2 separate regions of the Danio rerio genome follow, and region 2 is linked to region 1. A link is a contact called in public Micro-C data. All regions are on one chromosome and are shown on one strand. The core of a region is the stretch at or near the end of the contact, and the rest is flanking DNA. Distances in the headings are between cores, read along the strand shown.

Region 1 (4,242 bases), core at 1,202-3,701:
GTGCACTGCTGCATATACTTCATACCACCCACAGGACACTGGTTAGTAATGCATTTTCTTACTCTTAAATGTGAGAAAATGCTTCCAGCGCATGATGCATTAATAATTGTTTACATGTCATTGAGTGAACTTTGAATATGCAAACTGTAATGGCTTCATATACCTTGCTTAATATGCCTTGTAATGCATATTTATAAAAATATCAGCTCTATTGTGTTGAGTAAGTGTTGTAGACTAGATCATTTATTCAGATGTGGCTTGTCTATAGATTTTTATTTACTAAAATTGTAGGAATGTCATGGCTCCCAGAGGGTGGTGCTGTTCATCCTGCAAAACAAAGTGATGTTCAGTGTTGATTGTATGTAATTTATTAAAATATGAAACCTTAAAAACTAACCCTAACCCAAGATCCAGAAAAAAATTTTCTTCGGAATATATTTTTTTGAGAAAAAGGAACTGTCTGGGCATCTGTCAGTTTAATCATTTTAACCATAAAAACCTGACCTGCTTGTAAATTTGGTGTTGAGTGCAGTCACCACACTTCTAATTTTAACAAGACCTTGTATAACACATTACTGCTGGACCTTTGGCTGGACAGGCTTTTTTTAACAATGTGATATTTACAGAAATGCTTAGCAATAGAGCAGTTTCCCCCTAACAATATATTTGTTTGGGATTTTATAGAAACATTATATAAAATGAAATGTTCTTCTTGAGGAACTATTGTTTGCATAAGGGATTTGTATTTATCGTTTACCGTTAGCACATTTTCTTGCTAATAATCTAATAACAAGTTTGTGCCAAATGAAGTGGGTGGTCTGTTCTGTTGTTTGTCTCTGATAGAGAATCATTGTATATGCTTGTGTGTTTATTGTTTTTTGTTGGACGGTATGAGTCTCCAGACATTCAGTATTATTATTATTATTATTATTATTATTATTATTATTATCAGTAATATTATTATATTTATTATATTATATTTATAGCAACCTTCAAAATAAAAACAATAGCTAATCTATATTTATGTGGACTTATAACAGATGCTCTCTGTAGTGCAGAGTAAATATTGATAGACCAATTACCTAAATGAAGTTTAGACTAAATATTGATTTTTATTTATTGATTATTCTGAGCTTAATCTGTGAAGTACAAATGATGGACAGGGTTGGGGCGAATGCTTTTAAGAGAGGTTGTCATTTCTAGTTTAAAATAACATTTTTTGTTTGTTTTCTTGCTGAGCTACAAAAAACCAACTGTAATTAAATGTTTCATTAAATGCTAATTGCAAATACATAAATAAATATTTTGTAAAAATGGAAATACTGTCACTTGACAGATAGAGCACAATGCAGAAGACACCTGCAAATCAAGGCAAAATCAGGTCTATCTTGACTAGTGTAACTCCATACTGTTGTAAATTAGATTGTTTTTACTTTAATAAGTTCATTTTAAAACAAAGTATACTGTATTAGTTAATACAAAGCAATCTTTTTAGGCTATTTTTAAATATTAATAAATAAATTAAGAATTACTCATGGCAGCTATGTTTACCTTCGACCCACTAGCCTCAATCTAGTTTGGTCTTTGGCCCTTTATAAAAAACTTTGGACACCCCAGGTTCAAAATAATAACAAATCAACTGTATTCATGTGGCAAAGCTCTAAATTCTTAGCATTATTTCTCCAGTCTAAAGTGTCACATGTTGTTTCAGTTTATGCTCAAGGCATATTTCTTATTATAAAAGCTTAAATACTTTTTCACAGTTTATTTCATGTGGATACTTAGGATTCTTTGATACCCCAGATTCTTTCCATAGATATATAATTCAACATTTATTTGAAACAGAAAAACATTGAAGATTTCTGTTGCTTTTGAAAAATTTGATGCGTCTTTGCTGAATAAAAAATCTTACTGACCCCAATTATTTAACAATAGTTTGTGCTCTAAATGCATAGTATATCTGTGTTTCATGCACATAAGTTATGCATATGAATAACGCTGTTTGATGAGATATTGAAAGTCCATGTCACTGTAACATCTAAGACATAAGATTGTCCGTCCAACCTTTTTTTAATAATAAAAAAAGATCTGAGAGCCCTGAACACACATGCCAGACACACAACCATGGATGTGGAGTCCTGATGCCCTGTAGCGTGTGTTGCAGTGCTTTCAGTGGGCCGCTGTGAATGACTGACTGTTTCATGTCCATCCAGCACTGCAGATGTCACCGCTCCACAGCTGCATTCTGGCTTTCAACAACTCGGCTAATTAGAGTCGAACAGTCAGCCATAGAGACTACAGTCTGCATCCGCTGCTGTCACACTGCGGGAGATTCATTCACTTCTGAGAAAAATAGCTGTGTGCCTTTTCCTTTCACATTCACAGGCCTCCTTACACCCCTGTAAAAAGCACTGCGTGAAGAATAATTCCATGCCCAAGTGTTTTAAGAGCATGTGTATTTTGGGTGGTTTTCGCCCTCTGGTGGTCATTGTGCAGTCCTGTTAATTGCATTGTAAGATTAAAAGGATAGTTCAGCCAAACATTTACTCGATCTTTACTTGTTTCAAACCTTTAAGTGTTTCTTTCTTCTGTTGAATGCAAAATAATACATTTTGAAGAAAGCTGAAAATCTGTAAACATTGGCTTCCATAGTACCTTTTTTTTCTACTGTGGAAAGCAAGTTACAGGTTTTCAGATTTCTTCAATACTTTTGTGTTCAAAAAGAAAAAATAAATTCATAAGGGTTTGGAACCACTTGAGGGAGAGTAAATAGTGAGTAAATTTCCATTTTTTTAAATGAAGTGTCCCTTTACTGAAATGGGTTTAAGATGTGTCCATCTTTTTGTTTTTTCCCCACAGTCTTAGGCCTTTGGATGTAGAGTTTATGAGGCGTCTCAGTAAGGTGGTGAACATAGTTCCTGTTATCGCTAAGGCTGACACTCTGACTTTAGAGGAGAGAGACTTCTTTAAAAAGAAGGTAAGCTGACGCTGATGGCCTTGCAGGTAATGCAACTACGGTACATGCACTGCAACTGCGTTTTAGGCATCCCGAGTTTGAATTCAGGCTCGCGGACCTTTGCCGATCTCACCCTCTGTCTCACTGTCTCTCTTCAACTTCACTTACTGACTAACTGCTACTATTGTTCTAGCACAAAGACAAAAAAACAAACAAATCTTATGTAAAAAAAGAAGCTACAAAGGTAAGCTACAAAAGTCAATGTGCAGGGCTCGAAATTAACTTTCTTACTTGGTTGCACCGGTGCTCCTAACCCAAAATATTTAGGAGCACCAGAAAAAATTTAGGAGCACCAGAAAAATTTTAGGAGCACCCACCAAAAATGAATGATATATTTGACAAGTTGTATATTAAGGGATTTATTGTATTTGAAAACAACATCAATTGGGACTAACAAAACCAGAAGCAACTATCTAACTAACGTTAATAATGACTTAATATTTGTGCAATAATTCCAAAATGAATGTAGAATAATTATAAAATATTAATGATGACGATGATGACACTAATACTAATAATGAATTATATTTCTCATTTTCATGCTAATGCAAGTTATCTGCTATATAAAGTCCTACTGTTACTTTATGAAAAATAAATTGATGGATTGCATCAAACACAAATGAAGCATTGTAGTAAGAAATATTTATTTTGTACTATTGTTTTTATATGCATGTCAATTTAATAAATAATATTTCTGCTACAAAACAAACAAAATACTATAATAAATCATTTAATTCACTGCTGAAAGCTGCAAAGCAGTCAGTAATTAAATAGAAAAATAATATACACCTCAAGAAAGAACGGACAAAAGAAAGGAAGAAAAGTCTCACTATTAAAAGTTTTGATTTCGGTTCGTGTCGTTTTAATGCTCAGCCTGGTTACGTGCTAAATTACATTTTTCTGTGTTTGCGGAAAAGCATGCGAGTCAGCCGGACCAATATATGAGGGGGAGCAGAGCAGGATTCTCCCGATGACCACCGGCGCAATACTGTTCTTTGTTATAACCCGCATCAGTTTAAACTCATTAAAGGCAAGCTTCTTTGGCGATGGTGTTTTAGCAGACATTTGCGCTGTTGCAGCCTGATCTCACGGGGAAACGTATGAAAAAGTTACGAATTGCCATGAGATTGTGTTGGCTGAACATGCAGTGCATGCAATGCATCGAGATTCAGTGCACTTTTCACTCTTCAGCCGGTTGCATTCCCCGCGGTCACGAAAGCTCCCTC
Region 2 (4,136 bases), core at 160-2,659, 130 kb before region 1:
TCAATAGTGGCTAATAACCACTCGGTTGTTACTTGTAACAAATTGTACAAAGTTGCCGTTGATTTCTGTCAGAAACTCATTGAGATATTTTTTGTGCATTTATTTTTATTTTTCAATAGTATGCATTTAAGTCTAGTATTTTTTAAGGTAGTACTAGTAGCTATTATTAAGATATTAGTACTTACTTTAGATACTAGTTCCTATTACCAGATAGAAGTATTTCATCAGATATCAAAGGAAAAAGCAGAAGCTAACTTTCAAAAATTACTATTAAAGAATTTAAGCTAATTAATATGTAGTATTTTTGAAGAATATATTACCTAAAATTAGAAGTACAGGAAGCAATCATTCATTAATTTTCCTTCAACTTAGTTGCATGAACTGCTATTCCAGCATATGTTTTACACAGCAGATGCCCTTCCACCTGCAACTCAACACTGGGAAACATCCACACACTCATTTACACTGGCCATTTTAGTCTATTCAATTCACCTATACCACATGTCTTTGAACTGTGGGGGAAAGCATAGCACCTGCAGGAAACCTACACCAGCACGGGGAGAAAATGTAAACTTCACAAAGCAATGCCACTGACCCAGCTGGGACTCAAACCAGCAACCTTCTGTGGTGCTGTGGTGGTGTTACTTGTAACGCATGTAACATGGAGGAATGGAGTGCATTAGACTGATTCCCAAAAGACCACTGTGAGTCCCCGCATTGATCCTGTGTGCCAGCCTGACCACCCGCTAGTGCCTTACTAATAACTGCAGCTTCTCCACAATGGACGTCCAGCCTCCGGCGTCTAGACTGCAGCTCCACACAGGATGTTTGGCCAGAAGAATAATTGTCATGCCCAACAGAGCCTGGTTTCTCTCCAGGTTGTTTTCCCTTCACTCCGTCAATTGGAGATGTTTTTTTCCTTGCCACTGGCTTGCTCGGATCAGGACTTGTGGAGCTGTGCTTATTTCATGTGGATTTGCTCTACAGTGTTTGAACTGTCAGCAGTGAAATTTAAATCACACTGAGCTAAAGTAAACTTCAATTCTGATATTTGGACTTTAGTAAAACTGTCTCGACACAATCTATATTGTAAAAAGCGCTATATAAATAAACATGAATTGAAAGGTTATGAAATCATGCCTGCTATGGGTGCTCGTAACCTTTTAAACAGTAGGCGAGTACTTTTTTGTCTGTGAGAATGTGATCTATTGTAACTGTTTGGAATTGAACGCTAACGTCTGATTAATGCTGCAAATAAATTTATGACTATTAGTGTAATTAAGTTAAGTGAAATGAACCAAACTAATAATAAATACTACAAACATCCATTGACAAGCCAGCGCTGCAGGAGGCGCTGTAGAGCAGGTTTGATCTGGCTACTGAGCAAAGAAGAAGAAATGATCTCAACACAGTTGATTTTATTTACAGTCTGGTCTGCATTTAAAAGATCCTGTGATTAATAAACGAAGAAAATATGCCAAGTTTACTTCAAACACATGCAGCTCACTGCTTAAGAAGCTAGTATAAAACGGGAGACGCGTTGAATAAAACGTTTTGTTTACAGTGTTGATTTACAATGAGAAAAGTAATCGTAGGAATTGGTGGGTGAGTAAAGTAAAAGTAAACGTGTTCAGTTCGAATGTTATCGAGAGTATATGAGTTATACATGAACTGCTGTGACAGGATGACAAACGGGGGAAAGACCACTCTGAGTAAAAGTCTTCAGGAGCTTCTGCCCAACAGCTGTGTTATTTCTCAAGATAACTTTTTCAAGGTGCCATACTCGATTTATATTAATATTCTGAATGTAAATATGTTGTTTTCAAATACAATTTTATGATTTGGTCATTTATTTATATCTTGCAATTGTTGCTAACAAATGTGTGTTTATTTCTCAGGATGACTCTGAGGTTCCTGCTGATATCAGAGGCTTTAAAGAATATGACAGTAAGTGTTGTGAAATCATGTTTTTATTGAAATAAACTATATATGTATTTTTAGTTATTTATTTATTATTACGAAACTCATCTTCAGCTTTGGACGCCCTGCACATGGACAGGATGATGGGAGACATCGGCTCGTGGCAGGAGGATCCTGTGGGATTCATGATATCTCATAGTTGTCCAGTGAAACCCACAGCATCAGAGCCGAGTGTGTTTGTTCTTATAGTGGAGGGGTTCCTGATTTTTAATCATCGGTAACTTAATTTATTTTGGTCCAGCAGACTACACAGAGTCACAATAAATCTTACTGGACCCACTTGAAATCCTTAACGTAATAATCTTAATTTTGAAAATTCTTTCCTTAGTCAAGGAAATTTTGTAGCAGTTCTTCAAAGCTACATTAAATTATATCACCTAATTTAAGATCCAAATTCATGCTTTTGAAAGAATTATCAGTCCTCTAAATCATAGAAATTATTATAAAGCAATTTTATCTTCAAAAACACAAGTAAAATATATCTTGTTTTGCTTGTGACAGCAGAAATGTGTTTTACATAACCTGATATACTAAAATGTTAACAAATCTACAGTTATCAAATTGATATTTCTGCTGTGTTATTCGTTAGTGTGAATGACCTCAGGGTCACTAAAACATGCTTGTTGACCTTTGGTTATGGATTGCATTATTTATTGTGTTTTTGTTTCATGGATTCATGTTTTACCTCCAGGCCTCTTAATGCTTTGTTCGACAAGAAGTACTTCCTGCAGATTCCTTATGAGACGTGCAAAGAGAGAAGAAGGTGCGATCTAGACTCCTGTCAGACGTGTCTAGTGTGATGAACATATCATTAAATGAAGTAAAACCATCTCTTTCATTTCTCTCTATTGGGCAGCTCCAGAGTCTATGTGCCTCCAGATCCGCCAGGCTACCTTGATAGCTACGTTTGGCCCATGTACCTGAAAAACAGAAAAGCCATGGAAGAAACTGTAGATGACATAGGTACTGTAATATTATAAAACGCTTTAATCACAGAGTTGTGGTGAACTGTAAAAGTCTGGCTGAATGTATTTGCACTTTATACAGTGTTTCTGGACGGCACACTGAAGAGAGAGACGTTGATCTCAACAGTTTTTGCAGACATCCAGGAAATGCTTCTGGTTAGACAGAGATGATCTGTCATGTGAGTAATTCAGCATTTACGTAATATTGAAGCTCACTTGCATGAAACTCATTTTTTTCTGTGTTTGCATTTCATTGTCAGATTGTGAGGACCACACTTTGAAGCCATTTATTCCCGCAAGTACACTTATATCAGCACATTCTTTATAGTATTCATTAATGGGCAATTTCAATTCCTCATTAAAGGGCATTTACTGTTATCATGAAGCCTAGAAATTCCTCAAAATAAGAGAAGCTTGACGTATTTTCTAGATAATGTATTAATGCTGATTTAAAATGGGGAACTTGTATTAAAGACTTCCCATTTTGGCGTGTGTGTGTGTGTGTGTGTGTGTGTGTGTGTGTGTGTGTGTGTGTGTGTGTGTGTGTGTGTGTGTGTGTGTGTTTGTTGAAGTGAATTCATAAACATGATTTTATACACACAGAATATAAAATACATGTGATTAATGTTTTAAAACTACATTTTTTGTGAAAATGTCAAAATGTGAGTGAAGTATGAAAACAAATATACATAATCTGACTTAGACTTATTAAAATAAAAAAAATGTTTTAGCAGAATGGTCACTCATATGAATAAGTGAAAATATTTGTGATCATAATTTTTTTAAAATAATAATTTACATATTCATTAAAACATCTTACTGACACATGGTTAAACCCTATGCGGTTTGAAGGATATTGGCAATCAAACTGGCTTAGTCTGTAAATTATTAGGGGTTGTCAAAGCAAAATGAACTGACAACTATTACAGCATATGTCTTACATAGCGGATACCCTTTCAGCCACAACCCAGTACTGGGAAACACTCAAACACTCTCGCATTCACACACACACATGAACACGGGAAGAACAACTGGGCGAGTTGGGACTCGAACAGCGAACTTTTGCTGCGAGACAACAGTGCTAACCACTGAGCCATTGTGCTGCCAGTGTTCTGTAGATTTGTCCTACCTTGTCAGATTGTCTTACCTCCCATTCAAAAAGTAGGTAGCACATTTTGATGATGCAATATG

Evidence for each region. Hi-C and Micro-C count contacts between places; a contact is called where the count stands out from the background.
Region 2: a Micro-C map of caudal fin shows a contact between it and region 1, with 4 times the contacts expected there. The contact joins the promoter of nmrk1 here to the enhancer-like site in region 1. A contact is called at or near these places in 4 of 18 Hi-C or Micro-C datasets (caudal fin, fibroblasts, hematopoietic stem cells and 1 more) and 1 of 4 datasets of contacts at active chromatin or transcription factors (caudal fin).

What each region holds. Positions count from the first base shown.
Region 1 is chr3:33,321,155-33,325,396 of GRCz12tu, reverse strand. It overlaps septin9a (septin 9a), which reads left to right. Exons shown (of 12, transcript NM_001423665.1): 7 at 1-41; 8 at 2,860-2,977. Among named protein-coding and RNA genes, the nearest start is that of septin9a, 120 kb to the left of the region's middle. Within about 2 kb of position 2,451, at least 7 of the 62 cell types and tissues checked have an H3K27ac peak or open chromatin away from gene starts, as enhancers often do. A contact at or near this core is called in caudal fin, where this site is marked.
Region 2 is chr3:33,452,861-33,456,996 of GRCz12tu, reverse strand. It overlaps nmrk1 (nicotinamide riboside kinase 1), which reads left to right and starts at 1,409. Exons shown (of 8, transcript NM_001013449.2): 1 at 1,409-1,605; 2 at 1,684-1,774; 3 at 1,899-1,947; 4 at 2,035-2,197; 5 at 2,672-2,743; 6 at 2,837-2,943; 7 at 3,028-3,124; 8 at 3,206-3,323. The coding sequence starts at 1,577. The coding sequence ends at 3,116. It also overlaps a transcript of si:ch211-165d12.4 not described here.